Regions from separate parts of the Mus musculus genome. Here regions 1, 2, 3, 4, 5 and 6 are each linked to region 7. Evidence: chromatin contacts called from public HiCAR-type, HiChIP or PLAC-seq and promoter capture Hi-C data. All regions are on one chromosome and are shown on one strand. Each heading gives the region's core, a stretch centred on a gene start, on an enhancer-like site or on the middle of the called end of the contact. The rest is flanking DNA. Distances are from core to core; before and after follow the strand shown.

Region 1 (2,700 bases), core at 68-2,567, 780 kb before region 7:
TACTAGGAAAGCCACCAAGGGAGGTGGACAGTGACCCAGGATAGCCACCCCTATCCCTGATCTCTCACTACCCAGTAGTAAACAGGCAGCCCCAAGCCTCCTACAACAGCAGAGACCTTTATCTGGTTACTGACCTGTAGGACACCTCCAGAGAGGACCAATGAGGACTGGCCACCTCTGCCCTTTGCCTTAGGTCAGCTAGGTCTAATCAGACCCTCCCATCCCCCAAAAGCAGCTCCCAGAGTTAGGACAATGGTCATCTAAACAACAAGCAGAAGGCCACCCTTCACCAAGGACCTCACCTAGCCCCTGGCTTAATCCCCACCAAACCTATGCCCAACAGACTTAGCCTGCACGTCAGCAGCAAACCTGGCATGGGAAAAAAGTCACACACAGCAGCCACATCTGCTGCCACACTCTGGAATAAATAAGAAACTGCACAACTGGGAACACTGGGGCTGGACCCCATCAATTCTGATCCCGTGCAACTGAGGAGATAAAGTCTTTTGGCCAGAAGTGCCAGCTCCCGAACTTGAATGGAGTAGATAAGTCCCTGTCTGCCCAGGTGCCAAGGCAAAGCCTGGTCAGGTCCTTTCCTTTTGAGTGGCATCACTAAGTTCAGGCAAGGGTCTGGGTTGCCAGGGTGGGGAGAGCTCTTCTCTCCGAAAGGATTCCAACCTAGTGAATCCCGGACATCTTAGACTTCACACACAAGAGGTGCCCGACAGACAACTCCTCTAATTTCATCGAAGAGCACAGCACACAGGACAGGGTTTGGCCCAAGGTCGCACAGTGACTTAGTGCCTTGAAAGAGCTAGGGGGAGTTTGCCAAGGAACTGTCAGGGACCCTTCCATATGCCACTGCCCCAAAAGAGAAAAACCTCCCGGAAATGGGAGGAAACCTGGGGCCCTGCCCCTGTCCCACGGCCCTGCTACCAGTCCCTGCCAGCCCGGAGGATGAATGTTGCCTTTGTGCCCTCAGCTGCCTCCCAAGGCTTCCAAGCAACCACTTCTTCCCAAGGGGGCACCTCTGGGGCTGCTCATGCTGAAGATCGCGATGACCAAACTTCCCGAGGTCCTCACCCTGAAGGAGAAGCGGTCCGCTGGGCACTAGCCAAGCGGGGGCGATCAGTCGCCCGCCCGCGAGGACAGTCCCTTACAGCCGCTTTTCAGCCAGGAGCGAGGGCCACAGACAGACCAAGAGCAAGCTCACCTTGGCCAGTGCCTCCTCCTGTTTGGGGCTCAGGTCACCGACTCTGCCGCTCATCGTGGCTCAGCCTTGGGGCGCGGTGCCTGCGGCAGCTGATGGAGCTCCGACTCGTTTGCCGCCGCCGCAGCCGCTGGAGTAAAGTCCCAGTCTTTGGCCGAGGCCCCGGGGCTGGCGGCCAAGACCCGCCTCTTAAAGGAGCCCGAGGGGCGGGGCGAGACGCGCAGAGGCCCTGGATTGGAGCCAGAATGCTTGCTCATACACCTGAGGAGCTACTTGGGTCTGGATCCTCATCCTAACCAAGAGGAAGCTGGAAAGCTCTAGCAAACGACGTCTTCTAAGGTGCGACTCCACAAGGCTGGACCGGGCTGCTCTCATAGCTTTCCTTACCCCAAAATGTTGACAGCTCTCTGGTGCCCACTGAAAAGGGATGCCCCTTAAGCGTCTTTCTGCCTGTAGGAACTGTGGTGTTCACTCTGCCATCTGCTTATGGTCACTACTACCAGCTCTGCTTGGGAGTGAGAGTTGACCCCCAGGGTTGCCGATGTAACTCAGTGGCAGAAGGCTTGCCACTGAGTTACGCGCACGACCTTAAGTCGGATTCCCAGCACTGCATGGTCATAGTGGCACATTCCAACACATACCTGAGATCCCAGCATTGGAGAAGCAGAAGTTCTGATCACCCTTAGCTTATTTATTGGGCTTGAGGCAAGCCCAGAATACAAACAAATAAACCAAATGGAGTGGACAGCCTTTTCCCTCTACCTGCAGAGCAGGCATGGTAAAGACCATGGCATCTAGCTGAAGAGAAAGGAAGACCAGCCTCCCCACTAAGACCCAGGTCTCTGCGTCTGATCTTCCCTGCTCTCTGGGAGCCACACCTGAAGCTCTCACATCTCAGTTGGCATGCTCTGCTTCCTCTGTGGAAGTGAGGAGGCTCAGGTTTGAGGGCCCGTGTCCCACGGGTGTCTACGGGGTCCTTTGCCTCACTGCACTGTTGCTTCTTCTCTAACCGAGGGTGATCATGGGCAGGAGGCTAATGGAAGTTAATGTACACAATTCTCAGGTTTGACTTCTTGTGGCCACCTCCTTGCTGTCCATTGCTGGCTGCCTAGCCAGATCTTGGCCGTAGGCTAGACAGAGAGGAAACCACACTGGAAGCCAGAGCCCACAGCAGCCCTGCTGTGCTTATCTGCTTCCCAGCTCTGGCCAAGAGCCTGCGGACTCCCCGCTAGTGACAAGTTTGACTAGTGAGTGGGTGGACTCTGACAGCTGTAGCCTAGCAGCCTCTTGTCCAGCCTATACCATCAGACTGCCTCCCGCCCCCCAGTTACTACTTCTGGCTCACACAATAGAGTTCATAGCCTTCTCCTGCTAGAGCCCTCGCCACTTTGATCTTACTTCCATGGTGATACCTGGTCACAGGGCCAGGGCCATTTTGTCTTCCTACTGTATGCCAAGCAGGAGGCATTGTTCTGGAACCCAGGAATATT
Region 2 (2,755 bases), core at 135-2,634, 640 kb before region 7:
ACTTTACCCACAGAGCCATCTGCTAACCGCTGTCCCAGGTTGTTGTTGTTGTTATTACTGTTTTCTGAGACAGAGTTTCTCCTCTGGCTGTCCTGGAACTCACTCTGTAGACCAGGCTGGCCTTGAACACAGAGATCCACCTACCTGCCTCTGCTTCCTGAGTGCTGGGATTAAAGGTGTGCGCCACCGCCCAGCCCCAGTTTTAAAATGACTTTATGTGTGCAGTGTTTCACCTGGTCCTGGTGTCCTGGGCCCTACAGAGGTTAAAGGGGAGTACTGTTCACCAAGACATTTCTGCACTCCACCCCTTCATCCCAACTTTAGCGTGATTATTTTTCTCTTCAGTGAGAGACGAAGACCTTACAGGTGAAAAGATTGTGACCTCTGCCCTTATCTTACTCATAGGCCAAGCCTCAGTTTTGCCTCTGCACTGTGTGTTGTTGGAGCCCACTTCCCTAAAACAGGGTTTCCTGGGAAAAGTGTAGGACTAATATTGCTCTAGGCAGGTTTGAAAACTGTCAACAGTCCCTCCTTCTCTCCCTCTCTTTATACTTTACTCTCCTCCCCCCTTTCCCTTCCCTCCCTCCCTCCCTTCCTCCCTTCCTCCCTCTCTCCTTCTCTCAGTCCCTTCCTTAATCCCTTCTTGATTGCTTTTTTTTCTTTTTTCTTTTCTGTATCTCTCCTCTCTTAGTCCCTGTCCCCAACCATCTTCTGGCCGTCCATGGCAAGCCTGCCCAGGCAGTCTACAGAACTCCTTGTAGCACCAAGAAAAAGGTCACAGTCCACAGAGAATCAAGAGGCCCTCAGCAGCACAGGCAACAAAGTTCCTTGCTTCCCGGAGTATTCCCAAGGGCAGGGCTTGTCCAGGGAGGGACGAAGGTCCCACAGCAGGTGGGGCCCTGAAGCCTGGGGCTGATTGCAGATCAGAAGGGCCAGGTAGCTCCCCGGGTTATGAGGTGGGGGCTGGGACAGGGGCAGCTATAGGCCTGTGGCTCTTGGGACAGAGACAGAGGATGGTAGCTGTGCACACAGCCTGTGGCAGGTCTGAGTCAAAACACCTAAGGTTGACCCCAGCTGGTCATGAGGAGAGCTGCCCAGTCATTGCCTTATGCTGGCTTGGGTCACCCAGACAGGCTAGGCGCGGCCCAGTCAGCTGTGACTCAGGCCATAGTGGCTTTGCCACGCAGCCCAGGGGCATCAAGTACAGGGACGCCCCCTCCCCACACCCAGCCCTGCTTCTCCTTCTAACAACACCTTTCCCACCACCGTGTCAGGCTCCATCTGTGGTGTGGGTGCTCTACCTCTCTGGTCCTCAGCTTGGGGGTGGGGTGGAAGTGGGGGGAGCCTCAGGCCACCAACTTCAGACGGAAGTCAGGTGGGGGGCAGGGTGAGGAGCCAACGCCAGAGGAGCCTCAGGAGGAGAGGGAAGCAGAGGGGCCCAACAACGATGGTGTCACCCTGAAGACTGGACAACTGTGCAGACTGTGGAGGGCTGCGAGACCACGGTAGGATTCCCTTGAGGGGGCAGGGCGGAGGGGCACTGCTGCACCCCACACTTATCCCCAGGAGGGTAGATGGTCCATCAGTTGCTCCCCTGTGGATCAGGGGCACCTGCTGGCCCACACAACCCTCCAGCATTCGCTCTCCCTGTCTGTAATGGATGCATTGTAAGTCAGGCTTGGAAGTCTCTCTTGGAGGATGGCCAAGCAAAGCTGGAGAGACCAGCTGTGGAAGTGTCCCGTGGGTTAAAGTTCACAGGATGGGTAAAGGGCAGTGGAGAGAGCACATGGATTCCAGGCTTGCATTGTGCCATCGTGGTAGGGTCAGCCTGATTCTAAAGGCAGTCATGATTTCTGCATCCCCAGGGGACTCAAATCCCTTTTCTTTTTCTAGAGTTCTGAGCTTGCAGAGGCCTCATTTACCCTCCGGTAGATGGAGCAGTGGAGGGCCGTCCCTGTCCATTCAAAATGGGCTGCAGCAGTCCACGGGGACCATCATGGGTGCTCTGGGGAACTTGATCAGCCAAGGTCATTACTCCTCTGCCTTTGACCTTGGGCCAGATCGGAGCTTGGCCGGTCTTCGTCCCCCCCGCATCCGAGCTCCAGGACAGTGACAAAGAGAGAAAAACAAAAACCAAGTCTGTGCAAGAGCCCCCTGCGTTGGGTGCTTGGCATCCAAAATTCCAAGAGGCTCTTACCTCTAATTTGTCAGTGTTCCTCCAAACCTGCTAGGGGGCTGACAAAAGGAGGGGACATTGTTCCCAGGATCCTGTCCATGTCATGCCATGCCGGGACAGGACAGTAAGGGGAGCCTGGGACTAGTCTGTACAACCAAGTGGTTTAGTTTGCTTTGATTCTTGCCTCTTGCTGTGTGAATTTGGGCAGTTCATTTTCCTTCTCTGGGTCACCGTGGCCCCCTGCGAAGTTGACAGTCTGATCCCCACCTGGAAGAACTGTCAGGACAAGGTGGGAGCAGGTAGCAGGACCAGGAAAAGGCCACTGCCCCCTCCCCCAGAGCCATGGCAAGGCTGTGCCCCATTGACCACTGAATGTGGTTCTGGCACCTCCTTGTGGCCAGTCTTTTGGGCTACACCTTGCAGATATTAGGACAAAGCTCTGGAAGCCCCCAAGAGGAGCCTTCTTCCCTTGTGTTGGTGAATGGCCTCTGCCCACCCCCATCCTGCACCCCAGACACCCACTCACTTCCTCAAATCCAGTTATCCAGCCCCACCCACCTACTGGTACGGACTGAACAG
Region 3 (2,815 bases), core at 204-2,703, 660 kb before region 7:
GGAGGGTCTCTTGCCAACATATGGGTTCCGAGAAGCACGACATAACACTCTCCGGCTAGATCTGGGGCTGCTTGGAGCTTCCCTCTGTCTCCTTATCACAGTGAGAGCTTGAGTGTAGGGGTATAGGGACTGTCCCAGGATGACATCACGGATATGAAATGCAGAAGGATCCCTGACCAGGGCCCTAGGGAACAGCACCCTGGAGTGGGCAGAGGTAAGAAATTCAGTAGGAGGAAATGAAGACTTCAGAAGGATCTAGTCTAGACTGTACTGGGGAGTTGCTAACAAGGGGGACACTCTGCTAGGTGCAGAGAATATGTGGATGGGGGCACAGTCGCCTCCTGGATAGGGAGTGGGGGGGTTGTTGAATGAATATATGAGGGCCAACAGCAGGTACAGCCTAAGGATGCTCATTCTAGCTTGGCAGATGTGCTGTGGCTTCCAAGCATGGCCTGTGGATCTGGCTCAGCCTGGGCCTCAGTCCCTCAGTGCGGAGAAGCAGAAGACCCACCCATGATGGATCGCTATCTTTCAGAGAAAGTGAAACCTTGTGTCCAACTGTCGCAGCTCCCCCACCCCTCCCTCCAGCTTCCCCTCTGAGCTCACAGCTTCCCGGTCTCCCCCGCCCCCTCCATCCCATCCCCTGAAAACCAGTACTTGGAATTCAAGCCTAGTCTTTTCTTTTTTCTTCAAAGGCTTTTTTGCCTTTTATGTCCATGTTGGCAGTGACCTTGAGGGGTGAACCAAGGAGTGCTTTTCTCTCTCGCTTTCTCAGGTGGGGCTCAAAGTAGCTGAGTGACTTGCCTCAGACAACACAGCGACACAGCGTGTCACAAGCTTTGAACCCGTTCTCTAATTTCTCTTGCTCCAAGGGTCCTAAAGGACCCTGTCTACAGAGAGAGGATCTGGGATTGGGAAGGCTGGGCGAGGACAGTTAATAGAGACAATGGAAATGAGTTGGGCTAGAAGATGCTGACCTGGGATTAGAGGCACAATCTTTGGGGCCCAAGTCTGGCTCTGTGCCCAGAGCCTGGTGGTTTCCGCTCACAGATGTCCCGACAGCCCAAGCGAGAGGGTGGGAAGGGCACTCAACAAGGAAGATGTCTGGCTCCCTTTAGCCCTAAACCTTCGTGTCCTAGGAGGTTGGTAGTTTCTGGACCAGGGGTGGCCTCCCTTGCAAGTCGTGCTCTGACCCCTGGACTGATCCCTGAAGATGATACGGACCCCCGTGCTGCCCGCTCACCCCAAGAAGGCTGAGGCTGCGGTTTACATCATCCTTGGGCGTGGGGCTGACCTCGAAGAACGAATTCGAAGAAAACGGGAGGAGGAGCGGGCATGTCATGGCGCATGGCGCCCATTGGCCGCCTGGGGAGACTTTGGTTTTTGGGGTCATGTTCCCAGAAGGCCTGCCCTTCCCCCTCCCCCTCCCCACCCACCTCACGAGATGTTGGCCAATCGCCCCGTCGGGCATAAAGTGGCTGCCAGCCTGCAGGACACCCAGCCAAGCTGTGTCACCCCTGAGAGGCACGGGCCAGAGTACCAGGACCCAGTATGCAGACACGGCTTCTAAGAACACTGCTCAGTAAGTACTTCCTTCCTTTCTACCATCCCAGGGCGCAGCTGGGCCAACTGGCTGCTGTAGGCACCCTCTGCCCTTGGGAGCTGTAGATCAAGTGAAGGATGTGGACGAGAGGGAGAACTAGTAGGGCAGGGATCCACTGAGACCCCAGCATAGCCACAGGTGGAAACGTAGTATTTCTGGAAGGTATTCCAGAGGGAGGCGTGAGAGAGACCATGCCGGGGACCAGGGCATGAGGGAAGAGGAGAAAGAGTGAGAAGAGTCTGGAGAAGCCCAAGGCAGGTAGGGGATGAGCAGAGAAGGAAGTTCCAGATCTGCGCGGAAATGGAGCAAGGGGCTCACTTCTTGCTCTGATTCAATTCTCGGGGTCTGGGGCAGATGCAAAGTCAGCCAAGCCAGAGGTCCTTAGATCATCCCGCCACTCATACAGCCACACCCACACGGGGACAGGCAAGCAGAGCCATCTATGTGGGAACAGGTCCTCCCTCTCAGTAAGGTAGGAAGTCTCACCTGCAGACCAGAACCCCCGGTGACCGGGGCAGGTACTGCAGTGCCTCACCTAGGTCTACGGGCACACCCCCACAGGCACTGGTCCATGTGCACCTGTTACAAGCTCGCTGTGGACCCTCACTGGCAGTGTAGCTGCAGACACGGGGGAAGATGGGGAGGGGACTTGTGGTTGGCACGCCTGGGCTACAGGCCCTCCCCAGGGGCGAGGGGGTGGGGTGGGGTGGGGCTGGTTGGTTTGTAGGAAGGGAAGGATGGTGTCGTAGCCTTCCGGGCCATTGCACCACAGGCCCCTTCCGACCACGTGGCTGCCGGTGCCTGTGAGGGTGGGGGCCTGCGAGCTGGAACTATGATCATCTGCCCTCACCCCTACAACCTTCTCCTGGGCTCCCAGCAGTCCTGGTGTGTGCGTGTGTTAGGGGTTCGTGTGTCGGTGGCAGGAAGGGCAGGGCGAGTGCTGAGCATGGGTGACCTGGACAGGCTTTCCTCTCGCATCTTGCTCACCTTTCAGCAGAATGGCCGTCAGCACTGGCTGGCCCAGTGAGTGGAGAGGTGCTTTTTCTGGCTCTGTGAAAAGAGCTTAGGTGACCTGCTGCCCTGGGGCTGCACCTCAGGACAGACCCCTGGTCAACTCTATTCTGCCTACAGGGAATGTTAAGGTCTATAAAGTAGTCAGGAACTTAACCTGTCAGTCTTAGGACAGAGCTAACCCTTGTATGAGGCCAGATA
Region 4 (2,700 bases), core at 73-2,572, 870 kb after region 7:
TCATTGTTTTTGTTTTGGGCAGGGTTTGTATGCGTATGTGCAGGAACATGACAGAGGCCAGAGTAGAATGCCAGATATATGACAGAGTAAATGCTACTCTTTGTGCCTTACTGCTTTTGGTGCAAGGTCTCTCACTGAACTGGAATCTCACTATCTATGCTAAGGTAGCTCCAGGGATCCTGTCATGCCGGCTACCCAGTGCTGGGGTTAGAGACATGAGTAGCCAACCTCACCTTTTCTGTGGGTACTAATGATCTCAGGGCCCCATGCTTGCACCACAAGCACTCCTATCTACTATCTCCTCAGCTCCTCTAGTTTTAGATTTTCCTTTGGGGATCTTTCTCTCTTTCTTTCTTTCTTTCTTTCTTTCTTTCTTTCTTTCTTTTTTTGGTTTTTCCAGACAGGGTTTCTCTGCATAGCTCTGGCTGTCCTGGAACTCACTTTGTAGACCAGGCTGGCCTTGAACTCAGGAATCCGCCTGTCTCTGACTCCTGAGTGCTGGGATTAAAGGTGTGCGCCACCACGCCCGGCTTTTTTTTTTTTTTTAAGACATGGTCTTACTCTGCAATCCAGGCTGGCCTCAAACTCACTATGTAGCCCAGTCTGGTGTTGGAACACCTTTGGTCCAGAGCAACTGCACTAGCATACCCTATTAGGTTTATCTGTCTGGAAACAATATATATGATTATTTATATAGAGAGTCCAGATTCTTTACTGTATGAGGCACGCTGATATTATGTATTTTGCCATATTCTATTTCATTTCCAAGATGTTGGCTACAATCTATTACACAGATTTTGTGACATACCACTAAGTTCTTTACACTTGGTCTTAAACAGTTCGATGTCTTGGGGAAAGGGAAGCAGAGTTTAGCTTGGGATGTGCACTTTCAGGCTGAGTCTCAATAGCGGCAGTGCATTGAAGCCAACTAAGTACTACTGAAAATGCAGCTCTCCAGACATGTAGATGCATCTGTGCTCAGCACCTACGCGTATTCAGAAATATCTGTAACACTTCTGCCCAGAAAGCATATAAAAGTGAATGTATACTTACAGCGCTGACAACCACTAAGCTCAGGAGTTAAGTGACAGCCTGGGGAGGAGCCCAGGGAGGGGCAGAGAGCATAGCGTGTGGCACCTGCGGTTTCAGGCATGTCCTGGTGCCCAGGCCCCTCGCCTAGCAGAAACCAGAGCCACAGGGCCGTGACCGTGGCCGAGTAACTGACCGTGCGCGACTCCGTGGTCAGACCCAGGACTGCTGCGCGCACTAGCTACCCACAGCGCACCGCGGCGCGCACGCGTAGAGCGCCGTTCCCGGCGTGCAGCGTTGCGGCCCAGGCGGCCGTCTTAGTCTGCCCCGCAGGGCCGGTGGGGCACGAGCAGCGGGAACATGGCTCTAAAACGGATCCAGAAGGTAAGAGTGGCGGAAACGGGGTCCTCCCGCCCGTCCACTCTGCGGGCTGTCGCAGCGAATAGAACCCCGCGGCTGAGGTGCGGCAGGGCGCACTGACACTTGCCCCGCGCGAGTTCCGCCGCGGTCGGCGCAGACTTAGGAGGTGGCTGAGTGCCTCTGGCGGGCGACTCGCGGGGGCGGAGTCATGCGACCGGGTCACGTGCGCGCGCAGCTTTGGGCGGAGTTTAGGGAAGCAGAGGGGTGTCTCCCAGGGTGCCTAGCACGAGAGGCTGAGCTGCGGGAGAATTTCATCCCGTAGGTTTGTATTAGCCCATTAACCTAGAGCCTGGTAATTGCATCTCAGAAAAAGAAGCCACCAATCCACCCTTTACCATTTGTTAACGTTTTAGCCTATCCACTTTTCGTCCTTTTCCTAAAGAAAATTATTTTATATTTCTAAGTTGTTTTTTGTTCCGTTTTGGTTTGGTTTGGTTTGGTTTTTTGAGACACGGCCTCCTGGCAGACCCAGAACTCGCTATGTAGACAAGGCCAGCCTCAAACTCACAGAGATCCTCCTGCCTCTGGTTGCCGAGGGGCGTGCACCACCATACCCTGCATTATACTGTAATTTATGATCCATGTTTTCACATAGTATTAATAGTTGGAATTTTTTTAAAGATTTATTTATTTATTTATTTATTTATTTATTTATTATATGTAAGTACACTGTAGCTGTCCTCAGACACTCCAGAAGAGGGAGTCAGATCTCGTTACGGATGGTTGTGAGCCACCATGTGGTTGCTGGGATTTGAACTCCTGACCTTCGGAAGAGCAGTCGGGTGCTCTTACCCATTGAGCCATCTCACCAACCCTAGTTGGGATTTTCTATACTGCAAAATGGTATTTATAACCTCTTTTTTAAAGGATTTGGGGCCGGGCGTGGTGTTGCATACCTTTTATCCCAGCACTTGGGAGGCAGAGGCAGACGGAGTTCGAGGACAGCCTGATCTACAGAGGACAGCCAAGGCTATACAGAGAAACCCTGTCTCGAAAAACCAAAAAAAAAAAAAAGATTTGCTCACTTATATGTGGGTGTAAGGTGCCCTGTGTAGGTGCCAAGAATCATACTCAGGAGCTCTGGAAGAGCAGTTCATGCCCTTAACCACTGAGCCATCTCTCCAGCCCTATGACCCTAACTTTTAGCATTAGCATGATTCTTTCCACCAAGTGGATCCAGGTTATGTGTCTCAATTAGATTTCTGTCGCTGTGATAAACACCATAACCAGAAGCAGCTTGGGAGGAGAGGG
Region 5 (2,832 bases), core at 22-2,521, 630 kb after region 7:
GAGTCAACTAACCTGGGACCATGGGGGCTCACAGAGCCTGGGCCACTGACAAGGAAACCTACAGGAGCTGAACTTATCCCCCCCACCCCCATCTGTAGCAAACGTGCAGCCTGGTCTGTATGTGGGTCCCCTAACAAGTGGAGTGGAGCTATCTTGGTCTCTGTTCCCTGCCATTGGATCCCCTCCGCCTCCCTGGACTGCCTGGTTGGGCCTCAATGGGAGATGTTGTACCTAGTCCTGCTGAGACTAGATGTCCCAGGGTAGGGTGGTATCAAAGAGGTATTCTCTAAGGAGAAGGGGAGGGAGCAATGGGGGGGGGGGATTTGTAAGGGTGGGACTAGGAAGAGGGGGCTATGATTGGGATATAAAGTGAATAAAAAATAAATTATTGGAAATAGGAAAAGGAAAAAAAATACTAATGTAGGGGTGGCTGTGTAGGTGAAAAACGCCCAGCACCCAGGTGAAAGGTTGGCAAGGCTGAGCCTGATCGTAACCCCAGTGGCAGAGAGCAGAGACAAGCAGACCATGGAGGTGTAATGGCCAGCCAGCATAGCCTCAGGGGCAAGCTTCAAGTGCACTGACTCTTATAAGGCGGAAAGCAATAGAAGAGTACACTCTCCCCCACCCCATCCCATCCCCTGAAACCTATTTCCACCCCCTCCTCACTCCCATTCCCTAATGAAAGGAATACTAAAGTCTGGAGGTATATATAGCTCAGTGGTATCTCTAGTTCCACAGTAAAGGGGAATAGTGGAGTGCTAGAGCATTAGGTTCTGGGGTCTGGCTCCAGCACAGCAAAACAAAGACAACAGTGATAAAAGCTCATACCAGAAGAGATCAGAAATAAGAAGAAAAACGAAACCACATGTATTCTCACTATGCAGACTTTATTTACTAATCCCTTACTACATGCTAGCCAAGGCTCTAGTGTTTTCTTTTAAAGTTATTAATTTATATCAATTAATTTATATGAAATAGGGTTTGATCTATAGCCCCAGCTGGCCTAGCTAGACCTCCCTATGTAGCCCAGGCTGCTCTCAAACTGGCAATAAAGTGCTGAGATTACAAGTGAGTACTACCCTGCTACATTTAGTTTTGCAATCATCTCATTTTCTAAAGACTCATTTTGTGAAAATTTCCCAGGTGTGTGTGTGTGTCCGCTAACCCTAAGCCGGATATGCCACCAGTTCAATTTTCTGCTGTACTGGGAAGTGGGGGGGGGGGGGGGACGGGACGGGGGACGTAGCGCCGGACATTAAAATGGGGTCGGGCTAGGGTAAAACCGTGAGACTCGGTCTGGAAATCTGGCCTGAGAGGACAGCCTGGCAATCCTCAGCCGGGGTGGGGACGTCTGCCGAAGATCCTTGGACTCCAGCAACCAGTGGTCGCCACCGTCCATCCACCCTAAGGCCCAGTTTGCACGGCGGAGAACAGCTGTGCAGCCACGCTGGACACTCACCCCGCCCGAGTTGAGCCCGCCCCCGGGACTACAGGACCAATAAGTGATGAATATACCCGCGCGTCACGGAGCACCGGCCAATCGCGGACGGCCACGACCCTAGAAAGGCTGGGCGCGGCAGGAGGCCACGGGGCGGTGGCGGCGCTGGCGTAGACGTTTCCTGGCTATGGTGGTGGTGGCAGCGGCGCCGAGCGCGGCCACGGCGGCCCCCAAAGTGCTACTCTTATCTGGCCAGCCCGCCTCCGGCGGCCGGGCGCTGCCGCTCATGGTACCCGGTCCGCGGGCAGCAGGGTCGGAGGCGAGCGGGACACCGCAGGCTCGCAAGCGGCAGCGGCTCACGCACCTGAGCCCGGAGGAGAAAGCGCTGCGGAGGTGGGCCCGGCGGGCAAGGCTGGGGCGCGGGGCGGCAGGACTGGGATTGGGACTCTCTCGTGTGTGCCAGCTGGTGGGCTCCGTACGGTGGGTTAGATTCACCTCTAGTGTCTAACCTGGGAAGCGGAGCTGAGGGGGATGCCCCTCCGAAGGTCTGCGTCGGGGGTGTGTGCAGGAGCTCCCGACACAGGCACAGAAGAAGGTGCCCGACGCCCAGTCCTCTGTAAATGCTCGCTCTTTGTGGTCGTAGGGTAGGAACCGCTCCAGCTGTCATTGCAGCCACTTGGGAACCCCACCCTGGGAACCGAGTCCACAGCGTCCGGCATCCCGAGAGTTTGGCTTGGGGAGGGACAGTTGGTAGCGTCCCCGCCGCCTTCACGGATATCGCTCTAGCAAGGAGCCTGTGGGACGGAATTGGACCCAGAAAGTAGCGGGGGAGGAGGGAAGAAGCATATGACGCAACGGGAATGTATCAGCCCGGTGGTAAAATGAGATCCGGGTGGACAGCCGCACGGGAGAGAATCAAGCAAGTCTTCAAGGCCTGTGGATAGAAAGCAGCGTGTGTATGCGTGTGCGTGTGCGTTTTGATAGGAGCTTTAAGCGTGTTTACTTGCTAAGCCTTATTCTGTAAAGTCAACGAAAGCACCAGCTGGCCACGTCTACAAATGAAGACACATGAAAGCTGGAGATGACTCAGTTATGTTCCCTGTCTCCTCCCCAAGGAAACTGAAAAACAGAGTAGCAGCGCAGACTGCTCGAGATAGAAAGAAAGCCCGGATGAGCGAGCTGGAGCAGCAAGTGGTGGATTTGGAAGAAGAGGTAAAGGGACTTCAGGCCATGCTTTCATCCCATCCATATCAGGGCCCATCCTAAACTGCTTCAGCCCTTTAGAATACAACCCAAAGTGCCATTTAAAGTTTAACCAGCCTAGCAGATAGGCCGTGAAAGCAGACGTGACTCACCCTGGCCTGCCCTCCCCTCGGAGATTAGCCAGGTTGGAT
Region 6 (2,700 bases), core at 159-2,658, 680 kb before region 7:
CTGTTGGGTCTTGATCACACCCAAGGCCTGCTTTAAACTACCTTGTTTAAAGCCTCCAACCTGAAGCCGAGTGTCTGGGCCAAACAAGGGCCCTTTGGAGCATGCCCCATCCTGCCGTGAAATCAACCTGTGCTTGCTCGTTTCTGCTCAGCCTTGGGGTTTTCTTAAACCTTGATCACTGGGGTGTCTGCCAGTGCTTAGGGGCCTTCTTGGATCTGTAGCTAATTTAGATGTGTTCAGGCCAGTTGAGTTCTGCAAATGATGAGACGCTTTAAGAAAACTTCAACAGGGAGGTCTCTGGTTTGATACCCAGGGAACCTCAAATACTATGGCCTGTCCCCTCAGTGTCTGAGCCCTGGGCATTCTCACTTCAGGTACTTAGGGTTGTCCCTGGAATAAGATTCAGAATCTAGGGGTAAGGGCTGGAGAGATGGCTCAGCAGTTAAGAGCACTGACTGCTCTTCCGAAGGTCCCGAGTTCAAATCCCAGCAACCACGTGGTTCACAACCATCCGAAATGAGATCTGATACCCTCTTCTGGTGTGCCTGAAGACACAGTATACTTACATATAATAAATAAAATTTAAAAAAAGATTCAGAGTCCATAGTATGTTGCTTAGACAGGAGAGGAGGACCCTTTTTCGGTTCCTCCCCTCAGTGGGGAGCATTCTATTTCAGAAGTTGTTTGACTAAAAACTGCCACACCGGCCAGGTTTTGCTGGTCGAAACAACAACAAGATAGGGTTGCAGTACTATCAAACCAACCTTGGGCACCCCATTCTTAGGGATCTTTAGTCCTTACTGTCCTTGTCAGCTCTGCAGTCCCTGCCCCCTACCCCCGGCAATAAAAGGAAGATAGGCTCCAACTCAGCTGTTCCGCGGGTCTCCAGCCTAACCTCCCCACTCCGGAGATTTATGGACAGCTCTGGCCCCAACAGAGCTCCAGCCCGGCTTCCAGCCTTCCTACAGTCCAGACAGGGTTTTTCTGTGTAGTTCTAGCTGTCCTGGAAGTCACTCTGTAGACTAGTCTGGCCTCGAACTCACAGAGATCTGCCTGCCTCTGCCTCCCTAGTGCTGGGATTAAAGATACACACTTACCACCGCCAGGCTCTGCGTTTTAGTGGCTTTAACCATAAAGCCCACGTGCGAGCCTGGAGGATAGACAGGGAGGGGACCAGGAGCTTCCAGCACGTTCCCAAACCCAACACAGCGGGCGTCCAGCGGAAAGGGCGTGTCTGGGGCGTGTCCTTGAAGGACTCAGATGGGTGAGGGCTAGAAGAGTGGCTTTGGCAGAGTTTGAAGGCAGCCCGCAGCGCCCGGTAGGCAGGGCTCAGGAGGAGGCGTGGCCACTTCACAGTGGCTGTGGGGCGTGGCCGCCGAAGTGTGGATCCCTGGCTGGGCGGACCGGTAGCGGGCGGTGCTTCTTTAAGCCCGGCGCCACCGCATCGCCTCCTGCCTAGGTCTCGCTGGCGGCCAGGCCGGGGCTGCCGTATCTGCGATGGAACTTCACATCCTAGAGCACCGGGTGCGAGTACTGAGCATTGCCCGTCCGGGCCTCTGGCTCTACACCCACCCGCTCATCAAGCTGCTCTTCCTGCCCTGTCGCAGTCGGTGCGCACCCGGGTTCACGAGCGCAGGTCGGGCGGGTGGAGGCTCCTCTGCCCCTCTGGGCCAGGGGCGGAGGACTAGAGTCGCCGCGAAGCAGCGGGTACCGGGTGGGGACGCTAGCCACTCTGGCCATCATCCAGCCTGGGCCTTACCCTTTCTGCGACGCCGCCTATCCGGCCCGGAGGGCCCCGCTCCCAGGGCTTGTCAAGGTGCAAACTGCCTGGAGTAGGCAGTGTAGTGGGGGCATGTGTTCCTTGGCAGGCTGTAGCCCCTTTCTAGTCTCCTCACGTTAACTTTTGAGAGTTGTCCAGGGGGACCCAAAGCCTTCCACTTCTGTGGAATGGAGGGGAGATCCCAAATATGGGATCTAGACTCATTGATCCAAGGAAGAGAGTGAGGCCCGAGTGCGGGTCCGGAAGGCTCCTGGTGGGGGGTCCTTTAGTGCTGCTGGAGCAGACTTCATTTGCTGTCTCCATTCCATTCACTCTAGGCTGAAAGTCTTCCCACCCCTTCCCTCCTCCTAGGTGCAAGTTCTTCAGCCTGACTGAGACTCCGGAAGATTACACTCTCATGGTGGATGAGGAGGGCTTTAAAGGTCGGAACTGGTTCCTTGTTTGCCTCTAAGCAGTATTCTTACTAAGTTTAGGGATCCAGCTTCCCAGAGAGCTTAGACCCCAAAGGAATATAGGTCCGGGTTCAAACCTTCCATCACTCACTGAAGTACTGTGTGGGATGGAGTCGTGACCGTTTGACAAAATTTGTGAGAGTTTTATAAACGTAAAACCCACACGGAGCTGAATATGAGTCCCAGGCCAGCACAGGTGGCCATGGTGTCTCACAGTTTTAGGGGAAAATAAAGGGGTTCCTGCAGCTGTTTTACCCTGAACATTATTTCTTCTTGGACTTGTCTCCCCAGTGGAAAGCAGCCCCTCCCTTACTGGCTTGGGAAGCCTAGGCGGCTGAGAGTTAGGGAAGGAATGCAGGGGCAGGCAGCAAGCCCAGAGCAGGGTCCAGGGCCTCCTGGCTGAGTCTGAGTGAACAACAGCTACCCTGGCCCTTGTCCCTGTTCAGGACTGGGACCGGGGAAATGACT
Region 7 (2,700 bases), core at 33-2,532:
TTGCAGAAACACTAGGTCTGTGGAGTAGGTTGTGATTCTGGGGTCTCTTCAATGACCCCGGTACCTCATGAACCCCTGCTTAGCATGGTTGTGCTACCATCCAGGAGAATGTTGATGGAACCAAATTAAATATTTACTGTACGTTGTGGTGTTGTCTTCATCTACAAGGAATCTCAGTAGTTGTCTAAGGCAGGGCAGCTTCCAGTTGGCTGAGGGTTACACTGGCTTTGATCTCTTAGGGAGACCGTCTTCATCTTCGTCCCAGAGCAAGAAAAGGAGCTGTTTCGGCGCCACAAGGTATTCAATGTTCATGTTTGCAGACAACCAGAATTTACTCCAGAAATGCCAGGCATAGGAAACATCTGAAGCTTACAGGTACTGCACTAGAGTCTTGGGGGAAAATAAAAAATCAAAACAAAACAAAACAGTGAAGCAGGAAGCAGGTGTAATATAGGATTATGCCCCTGCCTCAGTTCCTTTCTGGGTGTAGTGACTCCGATAGTATCAAGAAGTTAGAGTGGGGGGGGGGGGCGGTGGTGGCACACGCCTTTAATCCCATCACTTGGGAGGCAGAGGCAGGCAGATTTCTGAGTTGGAGGCCAGCCTGGTCTACAAAGTGAGTTCCAGGACAGCCAGGGCTATACGGAGAAACCCTGTCTCAAAAAACAAAAACAAGGGCTGGTGAGATGGCTCAGTGGGTAAGAGCACCCGACTGCTCTTCTGAAGGTCCAGAGTTCAAATCCCAGCAACCACATGGTGGCTCACAACCATCCGTAAAGAGATCTGACTCCCTCTTCTGGAGTGTCTGAAGACAGCTACAATGTACTTACATATAATAAATAAATAAATCTAAAAAAAACAAAACAAAAATTTAAAGAAGAGTCAGGCATGGTGACACCTGCCTAAGTCCAGCGAGTCCAATGCAGGCGGATCGTAGTGACCAGCCTGATCTATATAGCGTTCAAGACCCGCAAGTGTGCTATGTAGTGAGGCCCTGAACAAAGTCAGAAGACAAAATCCACTCCTGTTCAAATGATAGCACAGCGACACTTGTGCTTTCTTGAGATACCACAAACTCACTCGAGTGAGTCGGCGGAGGGCCCACTAATTCACACTCCGGTGAAGGGGCACGAAGCACAGACTTGGACATTATCGCCCCAGTTTCCCAACTTAATAGAACTAGACTCGCCCCTTCCTTGCTTCCCAAGCTGCATCTGGCCTTCGTGTCTCACTTCCGGCCTGTGGCTCTCTTCTTCCGCTTCTCTATGGTCGCGAGCCGGAAGTGGCTACCCGGCTGGAAGGCGTGAGGAGCATTCTGGTGAGCGAGGGTAGAGGGCTGCTGGCTGGGGCTGCAGGTCCTCGCTGGGCGATCCGGGCTTGATGTGCAGACGGCACGGAGCGTGTCCGCGGGCTGGGGTCCTCACCTGTCGGGGTCCCCCAGGCTCGTGGCGGTTTTCTAGGAACTAACCGGAGCAGCATCCTCTGTCCCCATTGTAGTCTCCCGAGAGTGCTGCTGCTGGTGGTGACCCTCGTCGATGGTCCTCTTGGGCGTGTGGCAAACGCTCCTGGGTGGCGGTTGGCTTTCCCGGGTTTTCCGTGCCACCCTTGTGGGTTTTGTCAGATGAGTCCGCCACTCGTTTACCTGTCACCGGCAGCCTCCTGCGGTCCTCTGAGAGAGGCGTTACCATCGTCGCGCCGCACCAGACTCCAAGGAGTCGCAGAAAAGAGCTTTTATTGCTGGAGCAGAAAGGCTGAGAGCGCGAAGTGCGGACGTTACAAGGGCAAAGAAGCTTGGCTTGGCTTTTCTTTATGTTGTCCGCTCTATTTCCTAGCTAGCTGGCTGGACTTAGTGTATTTGCTTCATTAAATATTTTGCTTATCTTAATTTCTAAGAAAAGGAAAACAAGAATTTTTTTTCTTAAGTTATACTGCAAAGGGCTCGGGCAGTAAGAAGAGGTGCCACCTGCTCCGTTTTAATGAAGATTTTAAATGCAGTCACTATAGTCCTGTCTGTCTGGCAGCTTCTGTAGTCCAGGTTGGCTTCACATTGGTAAAGATCCCTCTGCCTCAGTCACTCAAGCTCTGTGATTCCTGATATTTACCACTATCCTGTCTCACAGCCCATCCGCCCCTCCCCCCTTTTTTCTTGGAGACGAGATTTTATTATGTAGCCCAAACTGACTTTTGAACACATTATATAGCAAAAGCTGATCTGGAACATCTCGTCAGCCAGCTCTCAGTCTGACCTGTTCTCATTGCAGGCATGTCCCGCCACACAGTTTTATGCAGTCCAGGAGATCAAACACAGGCGTTTGAGTATGCTAGGCCAGCACTCTACCAGCTGAGTAATATTCCCAACTTCACAGTCACTTTTTAAACCTATAGTTACTTTGGTAGAAGAAAACTTGGGTCTGGTCTGCATGCCATAAATAGGAAATGGCTTCCACTTGTCTTATGATATTGATATAACTGCATAGTATACATAGTATGATGAAAACATTTATTAATAAATTCTGTCTTGGTTTCCTTGTCTAAGATTCTGAGAGAGAATCCATTTCTTTTTAAATTATTTTTATTTTATGTACATCGGTGTTTTGCCTGCGTGCGTGTCCGTGTGAGGTGTTAGATCTTGTAGTTACAGTCAGTTGTGAGCTGCCACGTGGATGTTGGGAATTGCAGCTGGATCCTCTGGAGGAGCAG

Evidence for each region. Promoter capture Hi-C pulls out the DNA fragments that hold promoters and counts their contacts. HiChIP or PLAC-seq counts read pairs in DNA pulled down with a chosen protein or histone mark. HiCAR-type assays count read pairs that join an accessible place to other places.
Region 1: a promoter capture Hi-C map of liver shows a contact between it and region 7, with 4 times the contacts expected there. The contact joins the promoter of Sec14l2 here to the promoter of Thoc5 in region 7. A contact is called at or near these places in 17 of 39 promoter capture datasets (the 3T3-L1 cell line, 3T3-L1-derived adipocytes, the HPC-7 cell line and 10 more), 1 of 484 Hi-C or Micro-C datasets (rod photoreceptor), 9 of 115 datasets of contacts at active chromatin or transcription factors (astrocytes, bone marrow-derived macrophages, embryonic forebrain and 5 more) and 1 of 9 other capture datasets (macrophages).
Region 2: a contact with region 7 is called in a RAD21 HiChIP or PLAC-seq map of pro-B cells, with 10 times the contacts expected there. The contact joins the promoter of Lif here to the promoter of Thoc5 in region 7. A contact is called at or near these places in 8 of 39 promoter capture datasets (the 3T3-L1 cell line, 3T3-L1-derived adipocytes, the C10 cell line and 5 more), 3 of 15 datasets of contacts at CTCF or cohesin (embryonic stem cells, large pre-B cells and pro-B cells), 3 of 484 Hi-C or Micro-C datasets (embryonic stem cells and pro-B cells), 8 of 115 datasets of contacts at active chromatin or transcription factors (embryonic forebrain, embryonic hindbrain, embryonic stem cells and 3 more) and 1 of 9 other capture datasets (macrophages).
Region 3: a promoter capture Hi-C map of stem cell-derived epiblast-like cells shows a contact between it and region 7, with 3 times the contacts expected there. The contact joins the promoter of Osm here to the promoter of Thoc5 in region 7. A contact is called at or near these places in 5 of 39 promoter capture datasets (the 3T3-L1 cell line, embryonic stem cells, hippocampal neurons and 2 more), 9 of 115 datasets of contacts at active chromatin or transcription factors (the 230-238 cell line, T-cell acute lymphoblastic leukemia, bone marrow-derived macrophages and 4 more) and 2 of 9 other capture datasets (embryonic stem cells and pancreatic islet).
Region 4: a promoter capture Hi-C map of liver shows a contact between it and region 7, with 2.9 times the contacts expected there. The contact joins the promoter of Ube2d-ps here to the promoter of Thoc5 in region 7. A contact is called at or near these places in 2 of 39 promoter capture datasets (liver and pre-B cells) and 1 of 115 datasets of contacts at active chromatin or transcription factors (bone marrow-derived macrophages).
Region 5: a contact with region 7 is called in a HiCAR-type map of astrocytes, with 2.4 times the contacts expected there. The contact joins the promoter of Xbp1 here to the promoter of Thoc5 in region 7. A contact is called at or near these places in 4 of 39 promoter capture datasets (the SN4741 cell line, liver and pre-B cells) and 1 of 115 datasets of contacts at active chromatin or transcription factors (astrocytes).
Region 6: an H3K4me3 HiChIP or PLAC-seq map of bone marrow-derived macrophages shows a contact between it and region 7, with 6 times the contacts expected there. The contact joins the promoter of Castor1 here to the promoter of Thoc5 in region 7. A contact is called at or near these places in 5 of 39 promoter capture datasets (the C10 cell line, cranial neural crest, embryonic stem cells and 1 more), 9 of 115 datasets of contacts at active chromatin or transcription factors (T-cell acute lymphoblastic leukemia, bone marrow-derived macrophages, embryonic forebrain and 5 more) and 4 of 9 other capture datasets (embryonic stem cells, liver, macrophages and 1 more).

Annotation. Positions count from the first base shown.
Region 1 is chr11:4,117,412-4,120,111 of GRCm38.p6, forward strand. It overlaps Sec14l2 (SEC14-like lipid binding 2), which reads right to left and starts at 1,318. Exons shown (of 12, transcript NM_144520.2): 1 at 1,214-1,318. The coding sequence starts at 1,267. Gm51934 (a long non-coding RNA gene) reads left to right here and starts at 938. Exons shown (of 3, transcript XR_003949841.1): 1 at 938-1,549.
Region 2 is chr11:4,256,184-4,258,938 of GRCm38.p6, forward strand. It overlaps Lif (leukemia inhibitory factor), which reads left to right and starts at 1,385. Exons shown (of 4, transcript NM_008501.2): 1 at 1,385-1,505.
Region 3 is chr11:4,235,332-4,238,146 of GRCm38.p6, forward strand. Osm (oncostatin M) reads left to right here and starts at 1,454. Exons shown (of 3, transcript NM_001013365.2): 1 at 1,454-1,582. The coding sequence starts at 1,552.
Region 4 is chr11:5,760,828-5,763,527 of GRCm38.p6, forward strand. Ube2d-ps (ubiquitin-conjugating enzyme E2D, pseudogene) reads left to right here and starts at 1,323. Exons shown (of 7, transcript NR_015577.1): 1 at 1,323-1,413. It also overlaps a transcript of Urgcp not described here.
Region 5 is chr11:5,519,370-5,522,201 of GRCm38.p6, forward strand. It overlaps Xbp1 (X-box binding protein 1), which reads left to right and starts at 1,272. Exons shown (of 6, transcript NM_001271730.1): 1 at 1,272-1,831; 2 at 2,554-2,650. The coding sequence starts at 1,626.
Region 6 is chr11:4,216,817-4,219,516 of GRCm38.p6, forward strand. It overlaps Castor1 (cytosolic arginine sensor for mTORC1 subunit 1), which reads left to right and starts at 1,409. Exons shown (of 9, transcript NM_028022.2): 1 at 1,409-1,610; 2 at 2,132-2,202. The coding sequence starts at 1,498.
Region 7 is chr11:4,894,061-4,896,760 of GRCm38.p6, forward strand. Thoc5 (THO complex 5) reads left to right here and starts at 1,283. Exons shown (of 20, transcript NM_172438.3): 1 at 1,283-1,318. It overlaps Nipsnap1 (nipsnap homolog 1), which reads left to right. Exons shown (of 10, transcript NM_008698.3): 10 at 1-141.